Regions from separate parts of the Mus musculus genome. Here all the other regions are linked to region 1. A link is a contact called in public Hi-C data. All regions are on one chromosome and are shown on one strand. The core of a region is the stretch at or near the end of the contact, and the rest is flanking DNA. Distances in the headings are between cores, read along the strand shown. Region 1 has its middle 260 kb from the start of 1700012I11Rik. Region 2 has its middle 200 kb from the start of Zfat. Region 3 overlaps Zfat (zinc finger and AT hook domain containing). Region 4 overlaps Zfat (zinc finger and AT hook domain containing).

Evidence for each region. Hi-C and Micro-C count contacts between places; a contact is called where the count stands out from the background.
Region 2: a Hi-C map of bone marrow-derived macrophages shows a contact between it and region 1, with 15 read pairs. The contact joins two enhancer-like sites.
Region 3: a Hi-C map of bone marrow-derived macrophages shows a contact between it and region 1, with 18 read pairs. The contact joins two enhancer-like sites. A contact is called at or near these places in 2 of 484 Hi-C or Micro-C datasets (bone marrow-derived macrophages and nephron progenitors) and 1 of 115 datasets of contacts at active chromatin or transcription factors (fibro-adipogenic progenitors).
Region 4: a contact with region 1 is called in a Hi-C map of bone marrow-derived macrophages, with 12 read pairs. The contact joins two enhancer-like sites. A contact is called at or near these places in 1 of 484 Hi-C or Micro-C datasets (bone marrow-derived macrophages) and 1 of 115 datasets of contacts at active chromatin or transcription factors (embryonic fibroblasts).

What each region holds. Positions count from the first base shown.
Region 1 is chr15:67,480,548-67,483,599 of GRCm38.p6, forward strand. No RefSeq gene overlaps it. Among named protein-coding and RNA genes, the nearest start is that of 1700012I11Rik, 260 kb to the left of the region's middle. Within about 2 kb of position 1,339, at least 42 of the 459 cell types and tissues checked have an H3K27ac peak or open chromatin away from gene starts, as enhancers often do. A contact at or near this core is called in bone marrow-derived macrophages, where this site is marked.
Region 2 is chr15:68,057,173-68,060,116 of GRCm38.p6, forward strand. No RefSeq gene overlaps it. Among named protein-coding and RNA genes, the nearest start is that of Zfat, 200 kb to the right of the region's middle. Within about 2 kb of position 1,604, at least 2 of the 459 cell types and tissues checked have an H3K27ac peak or open chromatin away from gene starts, as enhancers often do. A contact at or near this core is called in bone marrow-derived macrophages, where this site is marked.
Region 3 is chr15:68,085,281-68,088,239 of GRCm38.p6, forward strand. The region is part of intron 15 of Zfat (zinc finger and AT hook domain containing); the gene reads right to left. Among named protein-coding and RNA genes, the nearest start is that of Zfat, 170 kb to the right of the region's middle. Within about 2 kb of position 1,356, at least 28 of the 459 cell types and tissues checked have an H3K27ac peak or open chromatin away from gene starts, as enhancers often do. A contact at or near this core is called in bone marrow-derived macrophages, where this site is marked.
Region 4 is chr15:68,174,382-68,177,239 of GRCm38.p6, forward strand. All of the region lies in intron 7 of Zfat (zinc finger and AT hook domain containing), which reads right to left. Among named protein-coding and RNA genes, the nearest start is that of Zfat, 83 kb to the right of the region's middle. Within about 2 kb of position 1,485, at least 16 of the 459 cell types and tissues checked have an H3K27ac peak or open chromatin away from gene starts, as enhancers often do. A contact at or near this core is called in bone marrow-derived macrophages, where this site is marked.

The DNA of each region.
Region 1 (3,052 bases), core at 89-2,588:
GCATTTTCTGTTTTTTTTTTACATGTATATTTTAAAATTTTTATTCTTTGCTTGTATATTAAATCCTGACCACAGTTTGCCCTCCTTCATCTCCTCCCAGCTTCCTCTCTCCCCCAGATCCACTCCTCCTCTGCTTCCCCCCAGAAAAGAGCAGGCCTTGCCTAAATATCAACCTAACATGGCATATCAAGTTACAATAAGACTAGGCACCTCCCCTCGTATTAAGGCTGAATGAGGCAACCCAGTGGGAGGAAAGGGTCACAAAAGCAAGGTCAAGAGACATAGACAGCCTCTGCTTCCATTATCAGGAGTCCAATAGCACACCAAGCTACACAACCATAACATATATGAATATGACCTAGGTCAGACCCTTGCAGGGCCCCTGATTGAGACCCTATGAACTCTGGTTAGTTGCTTCGGTGGGTTTTCTTGTGGTGTCTCTGAACTGTCTGGCCCCTACAGTCATGAGAAAGAAGAATGTCTGGTTTGAATGAAGATATGGGGGCACAGCTGTCACTATGTTACTCTCTGTTACTCCTGCCTCTCAGTAGCCATGAGGAAAGAGGTATTTTTGTGAAGACAGATGAAATGACGCCATTCGCATTACAGTTCTTGTTTCTGCCACTCCTTTTGATATTAACCTGCATTTGACTTTAACTTTTCTGCCACGGCCTCTGGGCCTCAGGATGGTATGGTTTTTTTGCTGGGTCTTGAGCAGAGAAAGATATAAGGAAAGTAGCATTTAAGAGTTTCTGGATTTCTTTTGGGAAATTTAATCAAGGTGCTCCACCCTCTGTGGTACAGAGGTTGAGATGGAAGAAGGTAGGTGGAAGATTGTGGCAAGGAGTAAATACACTGATGATGACTGGGAAACGTGGAAAGCAAGAAGGGGAATACTTCCCTTGTTCATACTTGTAAATACTATGTATATAAGTACTTATCTTTGGAGTTCTACTTACTACACGAAGATATTCAGATGATTTGAGACCATACTTGTCCTATTTACTTGACAGAATGCTTCTCTGGGTTCAGTGTGAGTAAACTTTCAGAAGGCAGTGAGTCAAGTGATAAAGCCAAGGCTGACACACTTAAGCATAGACACTGCCTGAATACCTCCCTGCCCTGTTCCATACAGTGTGAAAACAGATGGTGCTCAGAAAGGCTATTGCAAGCTATTTTATTGCTCCATCCATGCTTATTACATTGGAAGTGGCTCTTCTGTCTGGCTGACTTTTGGCCCTCCTCCGGAAGTTCTGTGCCAGTTTCATTGCTTCTACAGTTTAGGCCAAGTGACATGTAGGGTGTACCCTGGAAACTACTCCCAACTTCCTCAGAAAAACACTTCACTTTCAGAATGACTAAGGCAGCACCCGAGGTGCCATGGTCTGAATATGTGTGTCCTCTGTGGTAGTTATGTTGCAACTGAATCTCTAGTCCATCAGTACTGGGGGTGGAGCTTTAGGCAGGGATTAGGCAATGAAGGCCCTACACTCAGTGATGAGTTTAGCACCTTCTTAAAATGACTGGAGGGAATTATCTATACTCTTTGCCCATTTGTTTCTTTTGTCATATGAGGAGACATCCATTCCCACTGGAGAATGTACAAGAGAATCTAGGAAGTAGCCAAATTGGAAGCAGAGATTGGGTTATTGGCAGACAAAGAACCCAGTGGAACTTTCACTTTGACTTTCCAACCTCCAAAATGTCAAATAATATATTTTTATGGTGTATACTACACTTGTTATCCAGTCTCGGATATTTTAATAAAGAAATGAATTGACCAATACAATGGCCTTTAGTGCTAAGAAATAGCAGTGTCCTTTGCCTCGAAGGAAAGGGGTATAGGTCCCATTTTCTAGCATCCAGGACCTCTGATGGTAATACAGTCTCCAAAGAGATGTACTAAGAACTGTGTCTCTGTTTTGTACAAAGAACTTCCATGAGAGTCAAGCCTGATAAAGCTGTTTCCAAACTCCCTGATTTTTGTAGACTAATGTTTCACATCTTACTGACACCTAGGAGGCAAATCAAATTCTGACCCAGAGATGACTGTGGTAAAAATATCTCCACAGGATTGTTGGACTAATCTACACGAGGCTATACTACCCAAATCCGAGGTATATAGAGCAGCCTAAATTCCATGGACTTGTTGGATCTTTGAATGAGTATCTTCTTATATTTACTCATTGAGCTCTCCAGTGTCCCATGTCCTAGGCTTGGAGAAGAGAGAATACTAGAGTTAAGTTTCTTATTTTATGCAATTTACATTCTAAAGGAAAAAGAGACATTAACCTAGCTAGCAAATAATTGTAGTTAGTCCTCCATTTTTAGATGTTCCACATTCCTAGATTCAACCAATCATATGCCGAAAATATTTAGGAAAATTTTTGTACTGAAAGTGCACACTCTCCTATCATATTCTTTAAATTAGTTACAATATAGCAACTAATTGTAGAGTGTTTCATTTCAGTAGATAGCATAGGTAATCAAGAGATGATTTCAAATCTTCAGGAAAGTGTGCATAGGAGTTACACCTGAGTACTATGCTAATTAATATGAGAGACTTAAACATCTGAAGATTTCAGCATCCATTGTGGATCCCTGGACCAATCTACACTTTTTATTGATGGACAGCCAATATGTGACACACTCCAGTGGGTAATATTCTAAAGAGATTTCATGTCTGATAAAAACAAATAGAGATTACTGACTGCTTGTGCTCAAGAGAAAGAATAAGAGAGGCAGGACTGAAGAGAGGACATTCATCAGGGAACTGGATTAGAGGAGGTAGCTGTGCCTCACACATGTGCCTGTGGAAGGAGGCAGATCCCAAGCTGGAGCGACATAAGGAACTCCTGCTACATAGGACTATGAAAGCGCCTGATGTTTTAAAGGGTGCATTCAGCAGAGAAATAGACACAAAGAGATCACCCACAGCCCCTGCCCCTGTTACTCACTCCACAGGGAATGTGCAGAGTAATGCCTATTACAAAAGGGCTGTATGAATTAAGAGCATGTCACTTGTCTAAGTCATGATAAATTGATCTCCCCA
Region 2 (2,944 bases), core at 354-2,853, 580 kb after region 1:
TGTAGAAAGAATTTATGCCCAGAACTTGTGCTGGCTTCTTTTATGTCTCTCATTTGTAAGATTTTGCCCATCACTTAGAGATATGGTAATTGTTCCAATTCAGTCATCTTAATCTCTTAGCTAGTAAGAGATACTTGGAGTATCTCTTTAAATATTTACCAACCTGAGACTCGAGATTGGAACCTGACCTTAAGGGCAAAGCTGTAGGTTCCAAAGATGCTCAGAGCTGATTTTTTTCCACCCCCAGGATTCTAGACTCTCGGTTCTACCTATTTTATTCCTATGCAAAGCTTACTTTTCTTTTACTATAATATTTAATCCAGAGTTTCTAATCATTTTTTACTCCAGGATTGACCCAGGAGAAGTGACTCCATGTCTACCTACCAGAAGCAAACTTTCAGCTGCAGGTAACTGTGATCTCTTATCAGAGCCTTGGCCCTTGATCTCATTGTAGCTACCATTCAAAGAGCCAACAACCACAAACATTAGGGAAGGACAACTGGAGACCTCTATTGATTGCTTAACTGAGGGGCTGAATCAATGAATTGTGCCAAGTATCAAGTGTTAGGGTCTCAGCAACCAATAGGTACAATTGTAACAAGGCTCTGATCGACGCAGACTTATTGACTGCTTACAGCCTGGTGCTGTGGGAAATGTCTGTGGAGACTGGCATAAGGAGCCAGAGACCAGTGATGTGCAAGGATTATACATCTGTGCTCAGAATTAGGTTGGGAAAACATCTCCCCATCCCAGTAATTTGTCACAATTTGAATATCTTTACAAGCTCAGGGAACGTTCACAGACCTTGCAGCAGGGCTGGGGAGGCCTTTAAGAAATATTGTTACCTAGAGCCACTGGGTGTTAGAAGGTATGTTCCTGTAAGGACAACATCCTGGTATATTTTATTAGGAATAGATGATGGAACAATTTATCACCTAAAACAAGGCACTTCTGAGAATGAAGAAAATCCTGGTAATAATTATCCCAGGGAAAAATAGTGTAGAACTGTTATTGACCCAGGAAAACTGGCATGTTCTACACACTGAGCAGTGTCGAGCATGCCTGTTCTTCTACACGTATGCTGGGTCATCTGTTCCTTGTGTCCTGTAAGTAATGAAGTCATGGATGGTACAGTAGGCCCTTAGCTTTCTTGTATACAAGCTTAGATCAAAGGCCAGGGGCAGAGCAGCCTGAAAAGGTGGTCACAAGCACTAAGGGAACTAATAGCTAGAAATGAATACAATGATCTCAGTTTAAAGCTGAGTTTAAATTATTATGATTAAATGTTAGTGCCAAAGGATCTGGAAAAATGTGGGCTTAAGTCAAATAGAAGCCAATGTCTAAGGAACATTGAGTGGAAAAAGGTTCATGCTGTACAATGGCAATTCTCCAAATTGTGATATTCTAATTAGTGTAATTTATTCATTCAACAAACATGCATTGAGCAAAGTCACTCTGTTAGGGTTGAAGCATATTGTAGCAGTTTGAAGGCACACCCAGATTTTAGGGATCAGGGCCTCATCTTAGGAACTAGAGCATCATGAACCACAGGAGTCAGAGCTCCATGGCAGTTGCTGAAGTTCAGCTTCAGGATGCACATTAAGCAGAAAACTGATGACTAAACAGGAACTGGGACTGAACTTGGGTTATAATAAAAAGCATACAGGATCACAATAGGAAGCATGTGCAGTTACAATAGAAAGAGTGCATAGTCACAATAGAAAGCCCTAACAACCACAGTAGAAAGCATGCAGGGTCACAGTAGGAGGCACGCATGGTCACAACAGGAAGCTTGCAGGATCACAGCAGAGAGCAAGCAAACTTAAAATGGAAAGCATGTATGGGGCATGAAAACGATAGAAAGTATGTATGATCATAGCCAAAAGCACGCACAATCACAACAGAATGCATACATGATCATGACAGAGAATGGACACAGTTACAATAGAAAGCATGCTCAACTATGTTTGTAGCAGCTTTCATAATAGTCAGCAACTGGAAAGTTCCTAGATATACCTCAACCAAAGAATGGATTAAAACAAATGATACATTTACCCAATGGAATATTACTCAGCTGTTAGGAAAAAAATGATATCATGAAATTTTCAGGCAAATAGATTGCAACTAGAAAAAGATTATCACAATGAGGCAATCCAGACTCAGAAAGACAAACATGATATATATTCACTTATAGGTGGATATTGGCTGTTAAGTAAAGGACAATCACACTGCAATCCACAGACCTAGAGAGGCTAAGTAACAGGAAGAGATTTAAGGGAGAGACATGGACTTTCCTGGGAAGGGGAAATAGAATAGATTTGGGGGGTGGATTGGGACAGATGTGGATGGGAACAGAAGGGGGTCATGCTTGGGGGGGGGGAGAGGAAGAGGGAGGGAGGGAGGGAGGGAGGGAGAGAGAGAGACACAGAGACACAGAGACACAGAGAGAGAACAGAGAGAGAGAGAACAGAGAGAGGGGACAGAGAGAGAACGGGAGTAAACTTAGGAGGTAATACAGAAACCTAGTACAGTGGACTCTTCCTCCAACCTATGAGAGTGAACTTGGCAAGGACTCCCAGTAATAAAAGAAAGGGAGCATGAACTTGCCATCTTCTGTAATCAGATAAGGCTTCCAGTGGTGGGACCAAGACAACAACCCAGCCACAAAACCTTTGACCCACACAGCCTGTCCTGCCTGCATGATGTGCTAGGGCAATGGTGGCTTAGTGCTTAAGGGGTGGCCAACCAATGTTTGGTTTAACTGGAGACCTAAGCCACAAGAGGGAGCTCATCCTGACACTGCCTGATGGCCAGGAACTACAACGTGTATGGCCCAGTATTGACCTAAAGTAGAACCAAACACAACTGACAAAAAAATAATAATCAATGAAATGATTCTTAACGATATTCTGCTATAGTCATAGATCAGTGCCTACCCCAGTCA
Region 3 (2,959 bases), core at 106-2,605, 600 kb after region 1:
CACTGGTCCCTAGGAGATTTGGAGTAGCTATCCTTTCAGGGCCTGAGTGACAAGGGTGACATTCTCTGGGATGCACTGAGCAGGTATGAATGTCAGTTCCAGCACTTCCAGGAAGCCTGGGCAAGATGCTCTACAATCTTTGGCTTGCCCAAAGTAAAAGAAGGACCAGCATACCTACCTTAGAAAGACTAAGTAGGGAAGGTTCAGCTCATAGAGACTGTGGGGGGAGAGATTAGAGGGGGAGACAGCTGTGGGTGCAATCTGGGCATCTTGATGTTAGATGCTAAAAGAAGATTATGACAGAGAGAATTCAGTAGCTGTAAAGCTATTCTGAGAGAAAACTGCTAACTTATCTAGCCATTTCTGTATGTATAAACCAAGACAACCCAAGACATTTATTTCCTTTTACTATTTATTTCCATTTCATTTATCTGCAAAAATGCACCAAAACCAAGGCTGTGGAGGTAAATATTAATTTCTTTCGTTGAAAGACAGTACCTAACGGGAGAATAGGATGCTGCAAACCTCCTCCCTCACCTGATAGCAAACTATGAGGAGGAAGGAAGGAGGGTGGGTGATAAACATTGAGGTCCTCAGGAAACATGTCCACAAACTACAGTGCATGCCAGGTAAGTGTGGTGGTACCATGTGGTGAGCAGAAGGAGAGAGCCACAATGAGCTCATGTGATATACCCGGCTGTACTCAGTATGGCAGGGTGAAGGCTGCAGGGAAGGGCAGATGAGGTTTAAAGCGATGTTTGCAATGAGCTCTTCAGATCTAAGTGCCTTAGCAGCTCACACACAGACCAAGCCTTTATTTCATAAAGCAAGGCAGACATTTCTGAGAAGTCCAGGCCTCCGCCCATCTACGCTCGCTCTCTTACCATCCTGCTGAACATTTCTATTTTGTCTGCTACCTTTTCTAGGTGCTGAAGTCCATTTAAGAGAACCCTTTTCCCATTTGTTTTTTGTCTTTAATATCTAGCCCCAGGTTGGTCTTGTCACCAAAACCTGTACTACATTCGTCTGTCTATTGATTCTTATGCATGGAACATCACAATGGATCATCAGGAAAGGTGACAGACGATGCTAGCTGTGCATTTCACTGAAGTCCTAGCATAAGCACGTGTTAGGTTAAGCAGGTCAAGCTAACTTGGTGCTCCCCAAGTCCACCTTCTCCACATACTTAGGAGCTCCACAGTGAGGATGAGCCAGAGGCAAGGAGCTGCTTTACAGAGGGGCTTATGAGCCTTTGGGATATGTGCGCTCCTCAAGCATTCTAAGTGTGACCTGCTCATTCTGCTTTTCTGCCATTTCTGTAGGCATGCACTGCCTACCCTGCTCCCACAGAAGTCAACAGCTGTTTCCTGCTGTGGTTACTGAACACTCCCTCAAGCCTCACTCCAGTTCCTCATACATACTACCTGTTCCCTCTTCACAAATGGCATCGTGAAGCCCCTAGGGTCCAGTGACTCAACTAAGGTCAAGCAGCTCACAAAGAGCAAACGCTGGACCCGGTGTGCATGAGTGGAACCTAGAGCTCGTTCTTCCTCAGCTGGCGAGCGTGGCAGTGACTAACGATATCACATGCCCCAGATTGATAGGGTAGAATTATTGCTCTTTAGCCATCCGAGGCAGACAAAGGTTAGCTTGTACAGCTCTAACCATTCTCTTTGTTCAAAATGATCACTCCAGCAGTTTAATCTATTAGCACAGGCTTAAAATTGTTCTCTGTCGCAGAAATAATATGGCTTTCACAGTGTCATTACCCCCTGAGATGGATATTCTATGTCTCCCAATGCTGCATCTAACATGTCTGTCAGCTAAATTATTAGCAGCACAGAGAGTCTAATAGAAAACCTTAATCCATGGGACTGCATAAATTATTCACAACATCAGGTCCTATGTTCAGTACTTCTGCTCACCTCAGATGTTCCAGAATGATGCTAGTGACCTATCCTTGGCAGATCTATTGCTGCTGGAGAGCAGCTTCCTGTGGAGACCCTGTCTCTTTCTTCACCTTCATCTCATGGTCCGCTCTGCAGCATGGATGGATATTTTGATATGTCATGTCATCTGGGATCTTCCAATCACTCCACTCGTTCCATATTCCTCACCTCTCCTTCCTTCTCACCCTTCTTCAGCTTCCTCTCCACTGTCTATATAAAATCCATCCCCACAAGCTTAAATCCTCTCCTTCCCAACTTTCAAGAAAGTCTCAGATATTGCTCTTGCTCACAGACCCTCAAGGAAGATGCAGCCTGCGTCACTCCCCAGGCCTTTATGACCCCAAATTGGTTTTGTGTTACAGTCCACCTCTAAGTTCTCTAAGCAGACTTATAGCATCTGGGGAGAACAGCAATACTTGGTGTGCAGATAAGCATCAGTGTTTATTTACCCTAGCCATCACTCCCCACAGCATCTGAAGGATCTTAGCACCCAAGTCTCAGGGAGTGTGGGGCTCAGGAAAGATGGAAAGCTGTCTGCAAGGTACTACACTTAACACAGCCATGGATGGCCAAGCAGAGGATAAGGCCACACCCAGGTTCCTGTGCTTCTGGTGGACATGAGCTTCAGGTAATTAATTACTCCAACCCAAAACTGAGCCAAAAGGGCAGCAGGTGGTTGGACCACCACACAGCCTCTCCCCTAGTCTCTTATCAGTTTCTTGGGCTGGATCTCATTTTATTATCTCTTTAATAAGAGTACACCGAAAGACTCCATGCCCTCAGTCATCCCTCACGATCATACAACAGAGAGCAGGACCAACAGCATAGTCCTCTGGACTGGGCACAATCTATATTGTATCCTCAGCACCCAACATTGGCCAAGAGAAAACTATGAGGAGTTAGCTGCCTTGTCCTACAGAAAGACCACAGAAAAGGGGTGGTCCACTGGAAGCCTGCAGTGAGTACTTCTTCCCTCTTGGCAGCTCTTGGCCTTCGGCTCACAGCCCTCA
Region 4 (2,858 bases), core at 235-2,734, 690 kb after region 1:
GACAACAGATGCTTTTTCTAAAGTTGCTGATGGCTACATAATCGTGTGTAGACTAAATTCTACTAAACTTCACGTTGTAAAAGAATAAATTATACCTTATGCACATCACAAATCAATAGAACAGCTTAAAAACAACCTTCCCTGCAGATGTGAAGTATTTTAGAGCTAACACCTTCATTATCAGGTCAACAGTGTCTACATGAACAGAAGATTTGTCCCTGTGTGGTATCCTCAGCCACAGGACAGAAATAAATTACATCAGGCTCAAAAGACAAATATCACACAATCTCAAAAGCTGGAGGTTTTCAAAGAAGTCCTCTTCACTGCAGAGGCAATACAGTCGCCCACTTCAGGAACAAGTGCTCAGGCATGAAATCAAAGTATTCGCAGTTTGAATGGTCATTTCCCCCTCCCCCTTTCTTGTCCCGAACATCCTCAACCTCACAGTCACACTCCACAGCGGCTCACGCTGGCTGGGGAGGGCAGGGTGTTGACCCGCTAGCCTTCTCCTCCTACTGGTGATCTGTTCATCCACAGAAAGCAGAGTGCTCCTTGCAGCAAGGGACAGTCTTCCTTGTATCTGAAGTCCCCTTGCTAGCATGCACAGGCCAAAGCCTCCCACTTCAGAAGCAGCAACAAGTTACGTACCTTTAAGAGTACCTCGGTTATTAGTCCCCAGACTTACTGTATCTTGTTAGGCCACATGGGCGGTTATCCCTGGGAGGCCCAATATTTTTAAGGGAAACAAAAGAGCAGTTGATCTATAGAGAGGGTAGGCTGGGCGGGGGTGGGGATAGTGGGGAGGAAGGGTGGAGGCAGGGAAAATTGATATCTGGATGTAATGTATGAGAGAAGAAGAAAAGTTAAAAACCAACCAAACAAACAAACAAACAAACAAAGAGAGTTCTTCAATTGAACTGGGCAAGGTGGCTTCAACCTACAGTCCCAGATTTTAGGATGCCGAGGCCAGAGGAGTACTATGAATTTAGGCCAACCTGGGCTACAGAGTGAGGACCTGTTTTCAAAAACAACTTATCTCAATGGAAAGAATTACAAATACCAACAAGGGCAAAAGTAGAAATGAGACCCTAAGATCTTCTAAGAAAATGTGAGAACTAATGAGAAGCAAGACAGTATATCTCTTGTGACGTTTACTAAGCCACACTCCTTGCATCAGGATGTTATACTTCTCTAGGAGCAATGTGCAGATATTATTAACTCATGCAGCTTTCAGAATGGCTGCCACAGTAATACAGAAGTACTGTCTCCTGTCCCTACCTGGGCCATAGTCCACCTCTGCCACACTCCTTCAGAAGATGTACAAGTGTCCAAGAGCTTCATCACTAACACTGCTGACCCGCCAGCAGCCAGTGAAGAGCAATGGGCTGTGATAAGGCCATGGGATGCAATCTGCCAACCCTCACTCATGCCATAGCCACAGACAAAGTATTGCACAACAGAGACTTAGACACGAGACTCTACACAGTAGAGGAAGTGATTCCTAACAACTAGAGGGGACTTGGGAATTAAGTAAAAACACAAGGAAGTGACTACAAGATCAAGCCAGCAGCTTTCTGCCCCAAGGTTGGTCTCCCCAGAGCTTCTTCCACATTGCTAGAAGTGAGATCAGTGCTCGGAAAGAAGGTGCAATCACATTCCTCACCATGAAAGTAGAAAAGTGCTGTGTGACATTCCCTGGGGAGACGCAGACAAATGCTTACCCATTCCTTACAGGGGTCCAATGACAGAGCAAAGTGCATGTCAGTCAGAGACTAACCTGGAGAACCAATGAGTCTATTGGACTTCTTTATCTAACACAGGTGAGAGAGGGGTTACCCCAAAGGAGAAAAGTCTCACCTCAGAACCAATGACAACTAGCTAAACAGATGGAGTTCCAAGCATTTTGGTCAACACCCCGTACACACATACACACACACAATCTACACACTCTAGCATCCCCAAAGATCTCAAAGATATGTGTAGTTAGGGCTGAGTTATACACAGCTAGCTGCAGAGTACAGGAGACAGTAACTGTGACCAGGTGAGGGTCCAACGACCCTCTCTGTGCCCGTTTCTGTAAGAGAACATCAACATTCAATGTCACTGATCTCCAAGGGCCACTGCACTTAGCACAGCTGTTCAATGTCACTGATCTCCAAGGGCCACTGCACTTAGCACAGCTGTTCAATGTCACTGATCTCCAAGGGCCACTGCACTTAGCACAGCTGTTCAATGTCACTGATCTCCAAGGGCCACTGCACTTAGCACAGCTGTTCTGATGAATGTGTTGCTACCCTCAGAGGATAGCGTCTACAACAGCTGTTTATAAGTAAGAAGCAAAGCACACAAAGGCAAGACGAAAGACATCAGCTGCATACTCCTGATGCTCCCTCATGACCCTAGCGCTGTGGGATGTACACAAGAGACTGAGCATCAGCATCTAAGGAAGAAAACAACCAGGCTAGACGAGCAACTCCAGGCCATTCACAACTAACAGGCAAATTCTGCATGTGGAACAAGAGGCAGCCTAGGCTGCACAGTCAGATTTTCAGTGAACAATGGCTTAGCTCCTGTCGCCCATTTTACCTGAGTTCAGAAGCTCTAAGTCCAGAGCAGTGAGCTGCAAAACAATAGTCTATACCAAGCACTTAATGTCCTCCTTCACCTCACCCTCACCGCTCAGGTACACTGTGGCACAGATTATTTGCATTACTCATACCAAACACCAGGTAAGCAGTGGAGGAGTGAGGATTCAATCCATCCTTCTACCTTCCTAGCTTCCAACACCTCACTCGAAGGCTTCTCCTAACAAGAACATATTCTACCACTGGACTCACTCCTCCTCAGGCTCAGGGCCA